Linked DNA regions of Mus musculus: region 2 is linked to region 1. A link is a contact called in public targeted proximity ligation data. All regions are on one chromosome and are shown on one strand. The core of a region is the stretch at or near the end of the contact, and the rest is flanking DNA. Distances in the headings are between cores, read along the strand shown. Region 1 has its middle 98 kb from the start of Gm32245. Region 2 has its middle 10 kb from the start of Ccdc88b.

Region 1 (7,954 bases), core at 2,659-5,158:
GGTCTGATTTTGAACTTGTAAATGTTTTCTGCTCTGTTTCCCTTCTGGATCTGCTGCTCTCTAACTCCCTCCCTGTTCCCTTCCAAGGTTGCAAATACGCAAATAAGATAGGCAGCTCCAGGGCCAGGTGCTTCAACCTCCAAGCTCTGCAGACTTGTCTCACCCGGGTCTCCACTGCCCATCCAGCCCTAGGCTACACGTGTTCTTTCTTTGTATCCTTCCATCCTTGCCTGGGGCCTTTTAAGATCCCCAGACTCCTGCTGTTCTTCTGAGCTAGTATTTCTTTTGCGTGCACACTCCTGGAATTACAGGCTGAGCATGCCCACTCCCTTCTTTTCTATGTGGGTTTGAACTCATACTTGTGTGACAAGCACTTACCCACTGATCTGTTCCCAGCCCCCACTCTAGGGTTTCCTAAGTTACTGTATCTCTCCTCACTCATTCTTCTCTCCCTTTAGAAACTGGCCTGCTCCCAAGGTTGGTCCTGGCAGATCCAGCCTCGAGTCTCTGTTGAAGTTTGCCCTTCTCTCTCGTCTTGCTCTCCACTCCATTTCCTCTTTCCAAATGCAGATTTCAGAGTAGCCACTGTCTCTTCACTTCCTCTATTGAGTTTGAAATTCTGGAATGTGTGTTTTGAGTTCCCCAAAGCCTTTCTGTGGGCTGTGTGTGTCCTCCATCAGAGAGGCCTCTGTCCTCACACTAAGAGCAAGGGACCCTGGTCCCCTGGATTGTTGCTTTTCTTCCCCTGAACAGTGACAAGAATCTCATGGTTAGTTCACTCTGTAGCTATCAGAAGACAAGGGCTGGTGGCATCCTGTCTGGCCAGACTGGGGACCCTTCACAGAGATGCCCGGGAGGGCAGTTCATACTCTTGCAGCTGGCTTTTGGCCAAAGCTATACAAACTCCAGAGAGGGGCTGACCCGCTAGCACCCATGTCAACTGTGAAGACATTGGTACAAAGGAACTGTCTGGTGACAGCAATGAAAATCCTTACTCTCAGAGTGTAAGAGTTGGATGAGTCCTCTGCATGGAAGGAAGGGACCAATGGGGCCTTGTTGCCAGGCAGTGCTCAGTTCTTGCTTTAATTACACTCATTTTCTTCCCTATGGCATGACTGAAAGACATTTCCCAGCTCTCTCTGCAGCTGAGAGGGTCATGTGACCATGGGGCCTGATCTGACCAGGTGCCACTCACGCTGCTTTTCTGGTCGTAGCGATTCAGGCCTCATTTGAGGGTGGCAGAGCTCCAGGATGGAAGGACCTGGGCCTGCCGATGAGATGGAGCACCTCAGGCTGGACACCAACCAGAATGTCTATGTTGGGCTTGCTAGGATAGCCTGTGTTAAGCTATAGAGATCTGGGGTGTGTTTGTTACAGCAGCTGACCTATGCTGACTAGCACTGTGTTAAGCTATAGAGGTCTGGGGTGTGTTTGTTACAGCAGCTGACCTATGCTGACTAGCACTGTGTTAAGCTATAGAGGTCTGGGGTGTGTTTGTTACAGCAGCTGACCTATGCTGACTAGCACTGTGTTAAGCTATAGAGGTCTGGGGTGTGTTTGTTACAGCAGCTGACCTATGCTGACTAGCACTGTGTTAAGCTATAGAGGTCTGGGGTGTGTTTGTTACAGCAGCTGACCTATGCTGACTAGCACTGTGTTAAGCTATAGAGGTCTGGGGTGTGTTTGTTACAGCAGCTGACCTATGCTGACTAGCACAGACACGCTTCCTGGAGTGCCTTCTCCCATCCTACCTTTCCCCTTCTCTTCCCATCCCCCCAGCTCATTGGCTGGATTGCATCTTTGCCAAGTCTGTGCAAGTGGGTTTGATACCTAAACAGTGTCAAGGTTCTGCTAGCAACGAAGAAGGTGGGCGTTGATTTGGGGAGGCATCCGCCAACAGCGGCTAGTGTTAGTGAGGGGACACAGTTCTTTGTTGTTGTGGTTTTTGTCTTTTTTTTTTTTTTAATGTTTATTGTTACCTCCACACACTGTGACCTGCTGACCCATCTTGCTGACCCTGATCTTAGACTCTTGCGATGCCAAATGGAGCACCGTTTCGTTGATTTGTCTTTTCAGATATGCTTAGAGCTTCTGTGTACAAAATTATAAAAACCACAGGGCAGCAAGATGGCTCATCCAGTAAAGATGCCAGCCTCCAAGCCCAACGACCCCAGTTTGATCCCTGGGACCCACATAGTAGTGAGAGCTGACTCCTGAGGGTTGCTTCTGATTTCCGCATGTGTACTGTGGAGGGTCCCGGGGTGGTCCCTGCAGCTGGAGTTACAGGCAGTTGTGAGCTGCTCGGCATGGGTGTTAGCAGCTGACCTCAGGTCTCCTGGAAGAGCAGTGCGTGCTCTCAACTGCTGGGCCATCTCTCCAGCCCCAGGTTGGTCTGGTATTCACTATGGAGACCAGGCTGACCTTGATATGGTGGCAATCCTGTCTCAGACTTCTGTGAGTGTTGGGATTGCAGGCATTGCTGTCCTGCTTGCCTTTCATGTATCTTAAAAACTTTAAAGTTATTGTTTGATTTAAATATTTATACTTAAATAAATAATAGTTTGTTTGTTTAAAACAGGGCTCGCTTCTTAACCTGGATCTTGTTGTGTAGACCTGGATCTTGCTGTGTAGACCAGGCTGATCTTGAACTTACAGACCATCTGCTTGCCTCAGCCTGGAGGCTGGGATTAAAGGAGCGCTCAGCACACCTTCTCCTTGAATACTTAAACCACACAAAGCTGCCCTTCAGTATCTGCAGAGGGTGCCCTCCCCACAACGGAATCTGCAGATGCTTATTTGCATAAAATGGCATGATATTTGCATATAACCTAGGTGCATCCTCTCTTATAGTTTAAAATGGCTCTAGATTTCTGCTAAGACCCAATACTATGCAAATGCTATGTAAATAGAGAATAGCGGCACAGAGAAGTCTGTTCATATTTAGTACAAATGCTGGGGTTTTTTTTTTTTTTTTAAATAGTTTAGCTCAAACGTTTGCTAAATCCGTGGATTTGGAGCTCGAAGATACTAAGTGTTGCCTGAGCCACTGAGGTAGACTGGTGCATCTTAGAGGTAGGGAGATGAAGAACTTGGGGCCAGCCTAGGCTACAGAAAAGCTTGCCTGGAAAACAAACAACCCCCCAGACAAACAATTTAAACATGACGCCCATGATTAAAATAAAGATAAATCAGCATACTGCTCATGTCTCAGGTTCTACTCTTTTTTTTTTTTTTTTTTTTTGGTTTTTCAAGATAGGGTTTCTCTGTGTAGCCCTGGCTGTCGTGGAACTCACTTTGTAGACCAGGCTGGCCTCGAACTCATAAATCCACCTGCCTCTGCCTCCCAAGTGCTGGGATTAAATAAAGGCGTGTGCCACCACTACCCCAAGTTCCACTCGTATTTTTAACCTTTCCCCTCTGAGACAGAGTCTCATGAAGCCCAGCCCAGCCATGAGTTAACTGAAGACATAGTCTCATGAAGCCCAGCCCAACCATGAGTTAAGTCGCTTCCAGGCTAAGGACGACCTTGAACTTCTGGTTTTCTGCCTTCATCTCCCGAGGACTGGGATTATAGGCCTGTGTCATCATCCTCGACTCATCTTAGTTAGCTAGCTAGTTTACTCATTTTATTTTTTTTTACAGAGGCAGATTGTCACTGTATAGACCAGGCTGGCCTTCAACTCGGGGTGCTAGGATTAAAGGTGTGTGTGTGTGTGTGTGTGTACACGCATGTGCACTGGTGGAAGTCAGAGGACAGTTTGGAGGAGTCGATTCTCCCCTTTAACGTGTGGGTCCTGAGGATAAAAGCTCAGGTCATCAGGCCTCGTTCTGCCTTTACCCCCCGAGGCCCCCCAGCTACGTTTAGAGCTTTTTAATAGCATTTCCCCTTTTTTGTCTTTCTAGTTCCTATTTGTGAAAGCTGTGGTTCCTGCTGCCTGTTCTGGTGTTGTGCAGGGTCCGGCTTCAGCTGGGCCTCCTCTCCTGCTGCCCTGGGGAAGGAGGCTTGATCTCCATCACCTGTGTGGATGTTGGTCCACTTGGCACCTGTAGGCACCTCCACTTCCATCTAGGGTTGTTGTTGTGAACTGTTGTGTTGAGGGAACAACGGCTTGTTCTCCCTCTCCATTGCCTGGGTGCCATTGGCTGGGACCTTCATGTCATAGACCTCAATTCACTGTAATTTTTCCATGTAATTGTGTAGTTGTAATTTTTAAGGTGTCACCAACTTTTCTTTTTTTTTCCTTTTATTTTTTTAACATTTATTTCTTTTGGTTGTGTTCACGTGCTTGTGTAGTACACACCACAGCACGTGTGAGGTGTTCGGAGAAGACTGCCTGCAGAATCATCCTCTCTACCAGGTGGGTCCCTGGAACCAAACTCAGGTCATCAGGCTTCGAAGCAGGTGCCCTTACCAGCTGAGCCATCTTATTGGCCCAGTGACCAACCTTTTCTGTGGAGGGCCAGACAGCACCTGTTTTAGGTTGCTGGTTGTGACTGCCTCTGTGGCAGGTCCTCCGCTGAGCCATGGGAGTGAGAAAGGCAAGGATGGCAAGACACTCAGGGATCCGTGGCGCCCACACAGCGCTGTGTGCAGACCCCCCAGTGCAGGCTTGATCGAGCTTGCTCTTCACAGGGGATGACATGTTCTTCTGTCCCAAGGCACACAATGCCTGGGGCTCCCAACTGCATTTTAACTTGAAAAATACAAAAAAATGAGATCAAACCCCAAAGCCCCGCTAGCTCTAGATACCACCACGCTTTTGGAGAAGTGTATAAATTGAGAAGTGAAAGACTTGGTGGTCTCTTTGTACGCCTTTAACAAGTGTTCCTGGGCAGATGGAGCCACTTCCTCTCACCTTCTCAGAACCAGAGGGCAAGAGCCCAGGGCATGTGTCATCTCCAGCCGTGTAGTGCCTCCATTCTGCCCCACAGATGTGTCTGCACAGGGGAAGGTCAGAGCTCGGACGTCCACCCTCTAGCCAGCTTAGCAGACTCTGGGATCCCTAAAGGGCTGAGAGGTTACATAGACACCCCACTAGCTGGAACCTTCTCAAAGGGGATACTGCTGCTGATGGTGAAGATGACCGTGGCTCCTTTTCTGAAAACCTTTTTACCAGTTTTCTTGTAAATAAACAGACAGAATTTAGAAAAATAAGTGTATATTTATCTGGTGTATGTGTATCTGTATGCGTGCCTGCTCATGCCACAGTGCATATGTGTGGTGGTGGTCAGAGGACAGCTTGCAGGAACCCCAGGATTGAATTCACTGGTTATCAGTCTCTGTGGCACTTTGAATCATCTTATGAGCCTGCAAATGGATTTTTACATGACCCCTTAGCCATGTATGGTGGCACATGCCTGTGGTCCCAGAACTTGGGGTGGGGGTGGGGGGTGGGGGCTAGGAATGGGGCTGAAGGATCAGGAGTTCAAGGCAAGCCATGGCTAAATAAAACCTTGCCTCAGAACAAGTCAACCAACCAACCAACAAAAACCGGATTTAAATGCTCCAGAAGAGAGAGAAAGGGCAGAGACTGACCTCGGCGTGACCTGGGTGTGTCCTGGGTGATTTGCCATTCCCTCGAGTGGCAGGCAGAGGCATCTGGAACAGGTGTCCAGGCATCCCCGGGGAAGCTCCTTGGCCCCTCTTCCCTTTCCTCTTTTTCCTTTAATTCCGTTGCAGCCTAGCTCCTTGCCTAGCCTTCTCTGCGATAAGGCATGGGGATAGATGGATCGCAATCCTGGCTCTCCCGTCCCTTCTAGTGACTTGCCCTCTCACCCACCAGATGGCGCTCTCGACCACTTGGTTCCTGGCTCCCAGTGTAGCACCACTGCCTGGGGGTGGGGGCAGGAGCAGTGCTTGGAGAATAAATGTGGGTAGGAGGGAGAGGTGCAGCTCAGGGCTCAAATGCAGCTCATGCTCGGGTCGCAGGGGAACCTGCTTCTTATTAGTGGAGGCTTTAAGGAAACACTGTGGCTTCGAACCCATTCGGCCATTCGGCTCCTAGATGACCCCCCTGGATTGTCAGGGTGGCACCCCAGAGGTAGGCTGGGATGGGGAAGGTTTTTGTTTTTTGTTTTCCCCTCCAGGAAGCCAGAAGGGTGTCATCACAGTGAGGCATCTCTCAGAACTTGATTTGTGTCCCCTGTTACTTGGGGACATGTTGGATGGGTGACTGACACGCACCAGAGACAGTGGAATGGTGATTGATCAGTGGATAAGCCTGAGGCAGCAGAGGAGACGGCTGCGCTCTGGGACATACGTGCTCTGTCTGGCAGTTTCTCCTGGCATCCCAACCAGATCTCCCTTCTGTGGTGAAGGGCCCTCCACGGAGGGCCATGTCTGGCAGGCTCTGGATATAGCCCACAGTCAATGGCTAACTAATGCAATGGCCAGGAAGCTGGACCCTCCCTCAGATCTGGAGAAGTCTCGTGTACAACTGATGTCCCCAAGCCTCCCTGGATCTGTCCAGGGCTGGACTTAGCTCTAAGGTCACATTCCTTCTGTCTTAGTCTTTTTCTGTTGCTGATAACACAAACCCACGGGCTGGGTAAGCAATCAAGAAAGGAGGTTAATTTTGGCTCATGGGTCTGGTCCAAGGTCAAGGGGCAGCATCTATGATGTTCTTGTTGGCAGAATCCCAAGGTTGCACAGGGCATCACATGGCAAGAAGCAGGGCTCTCCTGAGATCTGGCCAGCTGGCTTCTATAACAGGGCCACTCTGGAGATAACTAACTCATCAATCCATTAATCACAGGAGTGGATTAATCCACTTGGGAGGGAGAGCCCTGTATCTCTTAATCTCTCATAATGGGGATTAAACTTCAACACTCATTCTGAGAGAGATAATCCACAGTGTTTATTGAGCCCCTCCCTTCCCTGACCTTTGCCCTTACCCTCTAGGGACTTGTCCCAGCCGGCTGGCCTCTAGCAAACCCTGGTCCCAGGCTCTGCTTCTAAGCATTCCAAAGTAGGGATCCATTCTGTGTAGCGTTTGATGTGCAGCCGTATTGTGCTGTGCATCCCTGCATAGAGGGACATCTATACTCATGGGACCCTTCTCAGTTGACAGGCCTTGGGAAGGGGACCTGATTGTGGTGATGGGGAATCCATTGCTGGTGGTCCCTGCCATAGGATGGCAGAATAGCTGCTTATACTACAACTTGTAATGGCCAGGGACAAAATTCAGGGTAAAATTTACATCAGTTCCTGGTAGTTAAGAACTGCAGGAGATGGTGTGGGGGATGGGGGGTTTGCAGAGGATGCAGAGTAGGGAGGGAGGGCTGATCATCACTTACAGGACCTAAGAAAACCCTCCGCTTCCACAATAGAGGGTGGGTAAAATACTTGGTGCAGAACCTCAGGACTGAGGACAGGGTAGAGTTCCCAGCCTGCAGAGGTCTCCTGTATCAGTCCACTTGCTGTTATGGTAATGAAACACCCAAGATAGGCTAACATTTATTGGTAGGAGTCTTAAAGGCTGAAAGCCCAAAGATCATAGTGCAGTCTTGGGTGAGGGCTCCTTCTGGCCATACACCACCTCAAGGTGGAAGGGAAGGGAGGAGCCATACACAGTGCTGAGTGATCACAGCTCCAGCAGGACCAAGTGCAAGCATTTACTATCTTACCAACGGACTTCAGGCAGTTATCTTAATCATCCCTAAGAGCAACTTCTCAGTGGTCTAAGAATCTCCTGTGTGTGTGTGTGTGTGTGTGTGTGTGTGTGTGTGTGTGTGTGTGTGTGTATGTGTGTGTGTTTCAATCCCTGGCACCACATAACGGAAGAAAACTGACTTCCAAAGGCTGTGACCTCCAGAAGAGGTCCTGACACCCATGCTTGCACATCTTTTACATGACATCTTTTCGGGGATACATTCACCTCACCGCTAGGAGGAGCATCCCATGGCCTCTAGCAACCACATGAAAGGGAAAACCCTGTCCATTCAGGTGCTGTTT
Region 2 (7,954 bases), core at 1,427-3,926, 200 kb before region 1:
GAAGGAAGGTCTGGCTGATTGACAGGTGGTAGGCCTGGGCTGGGCTTCACTCCTTTCAGATGCAGCTGCAGCTGGCACTGGGTGGCACGCGAGTTGTTGGCACCTGGTAAGCTATGGGCAGAGCACTCACATTCCAGCTGGATCTGGCCTCCTACCTAGGCAGCATGGGTCACTGAGCATTTCTGAACCTGAACAGTTTCTCCCCCAGGTGGCTTGAAGGAGAGTCTCTGTGGAGCTGCCATCCAGCCCTCAAGGCTGTTTCATATTTTGAGTTTCTGAATCTGGGCCATGAACCACCTGAGTAGAGGGTGGGGAAGCACCCAGGCCACATCCCACCAGGGGGGACCCTAGGTCAATCAGCTAGAGAGGAACAGTTTCACTGTGGCTGAGGCTGCCTGGCCACGCCTCTGGCCCCAGTCACAGAGCCCCCCTCCTTCTGGCCTTCCTGTTGGATCATGGCTATGCAGAAATCTCAAAACCAGAAGAGAACTGAAGGCTGCAGCCTTTCCCAGCCTGGCCTTGTTCAGACCTAGTAGTGCGCCCAAGGAGGGCATAGTGGAGTCCACAATCCGTTTGTCTGTCTGATGGTCTCAGCTTCTTGCCCTTCTCTTGGGTCCCTCTGCTGGACAGCAATGTGAACTGAGCCCTTTTAAAATCTGCCACCAGTGGGAAGGGTGACACAAGCCTGTGACCCCAGCAATTAGCAACCTGAGGCAGGAGAATCTTGGCTCTGAAGCCAGTCCCAGCTATACAGTGATATCTTGTCCCAGACCAAGCCAAACCTGATAGATAACTCGTAGCTTGTTTGGTTGTTTGTTTTGGTTTCATTTTTGCCAGACAGGGTCTCTTCTGTGTAGCCCTGCCTGCCCTGGAGCTCACTCTATAGACCAGGTTGGCCTTGAATTCCCAAAGATCTGACTGCCTCTGCTTCCTGAGTGCTGGGTTAAAGGTGTGCGCCACCACCTTTGTATTTTGAAACAGAGTCTAGAACCTGCTAACTACAAAGCAGAGGCGGGGGTTGAGCTTGACATCATTCTACTTCAGCTTCCCCTGTGGCTGGGATTAGAAGTCTGTGCCACAGATCCCAGAGTTTTTAAAACAGAACTTCATGTAGCCCAGGCTGGCCTTGAAGTCCTTACGTAGATAAGGGTAAGCTTGAACTTCTGATCCTCCTTTTAGCTTTGGTCTTTGCTACATTGTGGGTTCTTTGGTCTTTGCTACATTGTGGGTTCTTTGGTCTTACTACATTGTGGGTTCTCTGGTCTTGCTACATTGTGGGTTCTTTTCCTCCCGCCCTTTATCTCCCACCACCCCGTTTCACTTCCTAACACTAGACAGGAGAGAAAAAAGGATAGAGAGAAGGGAGGAGTTAGGAAAATCCCTGAATCTAATTTCTTTCTTTTTGTTTCTTTCTTGACCATGACTATTAACAAGCTACAACCAACTTCCCTAAAATGACCACTAACCAGCAACCCACCTACGGGGACCCTAGCATTTATGTAACTTCTGAAAAGTCCCCAGAATTGTAGATATCACACAGTCACAGAAATTATCTGCTGGCAAAACTATGCTTCTGCTAGAGCACGAGGCAAATCATAATCAGCTATTGTGGACAGTTGAAGCATGCAGAGAGCTCTTGGTGCTGCTTCAAGGATATTGGCAAGAATATTTGACATTGGCTTAGGACAAGAAAGTGGGCTCAAGATAAATACAGCTGAGGAAAGTGTTCCTTTTATCTTGATCATCTCAAAAGTCTGGATACAATGATTGCGGGACTTTTGTTTATACCTTGTTTTTCCTTGACCAAGAACTGACCCTTTGTTTTGCATGTACTTAAGAGTGATATAAAAGCAGCTTGGGAAAAAATAAACCTGCTTTGGTGCTTGTTAGAGTTATACTATCATCGTGTCTAACTGTCTTTTCTTTCTTTAATCCTCGATCCCTCCCTGGAGACCTTGTTGACTGACTGAGTGGGCCGGGTCAGGTGGTTACCACAATGTGAGGGCTCAGTGAAGGACATCTCAGGAATTGGAAGCCAGTGCATAAGAAAATAAAGAAAATCTGGGCCAGTGGTGAGTAAACCCTGTGTAAGATGGGCAGGGTAATAGAATGCTTTTTGTACATATGCTCAGAGGCTAAAATCTAGAGGAGTGAAAATAAGTCAAAAACAGCTTACCCAGTTTCTGCTTTTTATAGAAATTTGTCCCTGGAGAGGCCCATTGGACACGCAGACTTTATGTGCCCCAGTACAGGGGAACGCCAGGGCCAAGAAGGGGGAGTGGGTGGGTAGGGGAGTGGGGGTGGGTGGGTATGGGGGACTTTTGGTATAGCATTGGAAGTGTAAATGAGCTAAATACCTAATAAAAAATGGAAAAAAAATAAATAAAAACTCAGAACTAAAAAAAAAAAAAAAAAAAAAGAAATTTGTCCCTGGTTCCCTGAGGAAGATATGATAAATTTACAGACATGGAAGAAAGCAGGAGAGAGGATGACAGGGTACTTACTATCCAACACATGGTCCTGAAAAAATTCCCATAGACAGAGAGAGTTTAGACGTGAGAGGGAGAAGTGGGTTTCAGTCACCCCCCTCCCGGAAGTGTTTCACGCTTTGGTGAAAGAGAAGGAAAGTGAAAGTAAGCTGTTCCCAGCGCTCTCCTAGGGTCAAGAGGAGGTCAGGAGACGTCCTGCCTGCTTCCTCTCTGCCTAGTCCTCTGGCTTCCTCTCTGCCTAGTCCTCTGGCTTCCTCTCTGCCTAGTCCTGGTTCTGGGTCCCTTTGGTGAGACATCTGGTTCTCTTCCCTCTTTGGCTAATGTCTATCTTTGGAGTGCCAGTCTGTCCATGCCTGTCAGTTTATGTCTGTGGTTTCATTTTGTTTCTTGATTGTTGCTCTGTGTTTCATAAACTTCTCTGTGAGGAAGCTGTTTCTCCTACAAAAATCTGACTGTGACTATTGGGTTTAGAAGGTGACAAGGTGTTCCTCTCTTGAAATTACAGCTAGAACTGGGTAGTGGTGGCACATGCCTTTAATCCCAGCACTTGGGAGGCAGAGGCAGGCGGATTTTTGAGTTCGAGGCCAGCCTAGTCTACAGAGTAAGTTCCAGGACAGTCAGGGCTACACAGAGAAACCATGTCTTGAAACAACAACAACAAAAGAAATTACAGCTAGAAAAAAAACTAAGAAAATTCTGTCTGTCTAACCTAAATATGTAAATATGGGTAGCTGCTACATGTTTTTTTTCTGACTGGTCCTAAATGTATAAATATGTTCTGCATGTGGTTACAGATTATTGGCTTATAAGTTATTGGGTATGGTTAAAATTTTGTAACATTGGCAACAGAAAGTTGGCTTAAAACTGGGAACTCAGGCTGGAGAGATGGCTCAGCGGTTAGAGTACCAACTGCTCTTCTGAAGGTCCTGAGTTCAAATCCCAGCAACCACATGGTGGCTCATAACCATCGTAATGAGATCTGATGCCCTCTTCTGGTGTGTCTGAAGACAGCTACAGTGTACTTACATATAACAATAAATTTCCTTAAAAAAAAAAAAGGAACAGTGTTTCTACTGGGGAAGGTCGTCAATAAATTAAAAACAAAACAACCCCCCCCCCCAAAAAAAAAACCTGGAAACTCAGGGTTGGAGTCATTTTGGGCAACAGAACACATGGCATGAGCCAACCCAGGGAAATATGTCTCTAAATTGGGATAATATGTAATTTCTTTTTTTAAATTGGGTATTTATTTCATTTACATTTCCAATGCTATCCCAAAAGTCCCCCACACGCTCCCCCACCCAATATGTAATTTCTGTCCTAGAAACCGGACTTATAAAAGATAGAATTTAAAACAATGTTTCTTTAATGAGGTATTAGAAGTTGCACTGTCATGCATTCATATACAAGAACTGGCACCAAACTTTGTAACATGAAAATAATGCACTTGGTATTGATTTTAGAGAGACTCGATTGTTTACACTGTTAAAAATTGGTTTTGTCTTCCAAAATTATGGTTATGCTCTGATATTGCAAAAGAAACTTTTAAAAATTATTGTTAAATATATATAAAGCTAATGGAACATTGGCAGTTTACAATTCAATCCCAAGCATTTTAATTCCCCTTCGGTTGTCTTCTTAATATGAACTTAAAGATACTTCCCACCATGCTAAAACCATCTCTGTTCAATCTGTAGATCCAGCCTTCTGGATCAAGCAAAAAATGTTCTGTGCCTTGTAATCCAAACCAATAGTTTTTACTAGGTCTCAGAGTCATGAGTCTACTCCTGTTGTCTACCAGACCCCTGTTTACTATATTTCTAACTCACATGTCTTCAAGGACAGAGAGACCACAGAGCTCTAAAAAATCAGTTACATAAAACAGAATTTATTTTGACCTTGGATGCTAAGGAAATCTCTGCTGCTGAGTGTTTATGGCACCTTACAACTCGGCATACTTATGTCTAGGTGAAATGGAAGGATCCACTTACCGGCATATGGCATGGTCCCCATTGGGGATTAACATGAAGAAGAGGGCATGTTAGTGTTTTTTCGAAGGATGCTGAAGGAGCTCGGTGGCTGCCAAAGCAATTGGTGAGACAAGCTGACGCTGGGACAAAGAATGATGCTGACTGTGAGCTTGCTGAGTGCCCTGACAGTGGTGACAGGGAAACTGTATTGGGCATATGTTCCTGACCCACCTTTGCTTGCCTATATCCCAGACTAGACGAGCTGCCTTGCCTCAAGCTTTTAGACTTCGTGGGACAGAGAATGTGGAGACTGTGGAAACTGCCTTCAAAAAAATTAATCAAATAGAGAGGTTAGAATGACCCTTCTCTTTCCTTTGATGTGTTCAGTTATTCTGACTCAATCACGGACTGGTCTGGAAATCAATTCAATATTCGAAAAAAGGAAAAGACGGTGGGTATTTGGAGGGCTGATTCTAGACATTTTCAAAGGCATATTTGAAAATTGACAGTTGCCTTGTATGATATTATGTTTGCTGTGGGTAAAAATGGAACAGGTTCTGGGGTTAAGATAAATGTGACATTCTGCTTTGTCCCACCTAATGGGAATGTTACCTTTGTTATTGGCTCTGAAAATGAGTTCAATGTTTCTTGTTTTGTTTTGTTTTTAAAGATTTATTTATTTTATGTATATGAGTACGCACTGTAGTTGTACAGATGTTTGTGAGCCTTCATGTGATTGTTGGGAATTGAACTTAGAACCTCTGCTTGCTCTGGCCAACCCCACTTGCTCCAGCCCAAAGATTTATTTATTATTATAAGTTCACTGTAGCTGTCTTCAAACGCACCAGAAGAGGGCATCAGATCTCATTATGGGTGGTTGTGAGCCACCATGTGGTTGCTGGGATTTGAACTCAGTAGCTTTGGAAGAGCAGTCAGTGCTCTTACCCACTGAACCATCTCACCAGCCCAATATTTCTTGTTTTAATTGTTTTTTGCCCAATCGTGTTTCTGTGCTGTACAATGGTCTATCTGTAATGGTAGCACATCAACCAGCTTCTGTCATGATTCCTGTAAATTTATCTGAACCTTGGTGTTCTGAAAAAGGTTTACAAATATAAGAAGAAGTGAGTCAGGTTTTAAGTAGAAGCAAGAGGGTAATTGATGTGTTTATAAAAAGATAAAGAGGGGGGGATATGTTTTGGTGGATGTGTGGTGAGGTGTTAGGGAAGGGGATTCCTCGGCAGGCCCATAATGAGGCATCCCTTCCCCCTGAGAGACCAGCCAGAGAAGGAATGGTATAGAAAAGAGTTTATTCAGAGTATGGGGAGGGGAGTTGAGAGGGTAGTAGAGGCAGAGAAAGGGAGAGAGAGAGAGAGAGAGAGAGAGAGAGAGAGAGAGAGAGAGAGAGAGAAGAGAAGAGAAGAGAAGAGAAGAGAAGAGAAGAGAAGAGAAGAGAAGAGAAGAGAAGAGAAGAGAAGAGAAGAGAAGAGAAGAGAAGAGAAGTAGAGGCGCAGGAAGGCAAGAGCAAGAGAGAGGGAGGAGGGGGCAAGCAGCCCCTTTTATAGAGAGTCAGGCACACCTGGCTGTTGCCAGGGAACTGTGGGACAGAGCTTAGACAAAATGCTAACAGTATTGGGTTTGATTGTTACCGGGAGGCAGCTTTGATTACATAACAATAATCACTAGCACCACTGCTTCTGCAATTGTTTTGAGGCAAGAAGTTAAGACAGCCCATTTTGTTAATCACTTAGCAAAAAAATGTTACTAATACTCTTAGTATTTAGATAGGATTTTGGAGAAACAAATTGATGCTTTTTTCTTAAGATTTATTATTATATCTAAGTACACTGTAGCTGTCTTCAGACACACCAGAAGAGGGAGGGCGTCAGATCTTATTAAGGATGGTTGTGAGCCACCATGTGGTTGCTGGGATTTGAACTTATGACCCTTGGAAGAGCAGTCAGTGCTCTTACCCACTGAGCCACCTCTCCAGCCCAAACTGATGCTTTTTATGATACTATTCAAATTATTGGAGAGGAGGTTCAGAATTTCAGAGTAAGAAGCCATCTCGAGTATCATGCTAAATACCAATGGATTTATGTTACTTCTAAAATTTATAATGACAGTCACTATAAATGGGAGAAAATTCAAAGACACTTGCAGGGTATTTGACATAATTCTAACACCTCTCTCCTCTCTGGATTTTTGTTTTTGTTTTTGTTTTGTTTTTTTTGTTTTTGTTTTGCTTTTTTTTTTTTTTTTTTTTTTTGAGACAGGGTTTCTCTGTGTAGCCCTGGCTGTCCTGGAGCTCACTCTATAGACCAGGCTGGCCTTGAATTCAGAGATCCACCTGCCTCTGCCTCCCAAGTGCTGGGATTAAAGGCATGTGCCACCACTGCCCGGCTCTCTCTGGATGTTTTAACGTTGCATACAGAGATTATGAATTTGAAGAATGCTGCTCCACTGATTTTTGATGCTGTGGATATATATATATATATTTTTAATTTTTAATTTTTTTTTATTTTTTGGGTTTTTCGAGACAGGGTTTCTCTGTATCGTCCTGGCTGTCCTGGAGCTCACTCTGTAGACCAGGCTGGCTTCAAACTCAGAAATCCACCTTCCTCTGCCTCCCAAGTGCTGGGATTAAAGGTGTGTGCCACCACCACCCGGCGCTGTGGATATTTCTGATAAAATTATTCATGGCTTAAGGTCAGTCAAGAATGGCATATATAGTTTGATCATGTTAGCCTTTCTTGTCCTGGGAATACTTTTATTCTTGCCCATTTTGATAAAACTTGCCTCTAACAGCATCAATATGTTAGTGGCCAAACTACATGGCTTGAAATGTAAAGTGGATCCCCAGACAGAGTCACTAGTTTAACAGACTGGCAGTCAATGACAAGTAGGATTCTGCACAGAGCCTTACCAACCTAAGACAGAACTTCATTGCCTTGGCTAATACATTTTCAGTGACAGATAAGGAAGGCATTCTTGTCAGAATATCCTAAGACAGATGTAGTCTTGTTTATGAAACAAAAAAAGGGGAGATGTGGAGAGCTCTTGGTGCTGCTTCAAGGATATTGGCAAGAATATTTGACATTGGGCTAGGACAAGGAAGTAGGCTCAAGATAAATACAGCTGAGGAATTTGTCCCTTGTATCTTGATCATCTTGGTAAGTCCCCGGATACAATGATCATGGGACTTTAGTTTATACCTTGCTTTTCCTTGACTGAGAACTGACCCTTTGTTTTGCATGTACTTAGAATGGTATAAAAGCAGCTTGGGAAAAAAATAAACCTGCTTTAGCATTTGCTGGAATCATACAATAATGTTGTCTAGCTGCCTAATTGTCTTTTCTTTCTTTAATCCTCCCTCCCTCCCTTCAGACCTTGTTGACTGACTGAGTGGGCTTGGTCAGGAGCATTTCTGTACCTGGGATTGAAATGAAGGCACATTCTTATAATATTTTTGTGTTTTTAAAGAAGCCAAAATTC

The links.
Region 2: a contact with region 1 is called in a targeted proximity ligation map of bone marrow-derived dendritic cells, with 5 times the contacts expected there. A contact is called at or near these places in 3 of 484 Hi-C or Micro-C datasets (bone marrow-derived macrophages, embryonic stem cells and nephron progenitors), 12 of 130 datasets of targeted methods (the HPC-7 cell line, bone marrow-derived dendritic cells, bone marrow-derived macrophages and 6 more) and 1 of 9 other capture datasets (adipose tissue).

The regions. Positions count from the first base shown.
Region 1 is chr19:6,661,390-6,669,343 of GRCm38.p6, reverse strand. No RefSeq gene overlaps it. Among named protein-coding and RNA genes, the nearest start is that of Gm32245, 98 kb to the right of the region's middle.
Region 2 is chr19:6,864,328-6,872,281 of GRCm38.p6, reverse strand. No RefSeq gene overlaps it. Among named protein-coding and RNA genes, the nearest start is that of Ccdc88b, 10 kb to the right of the region's middle.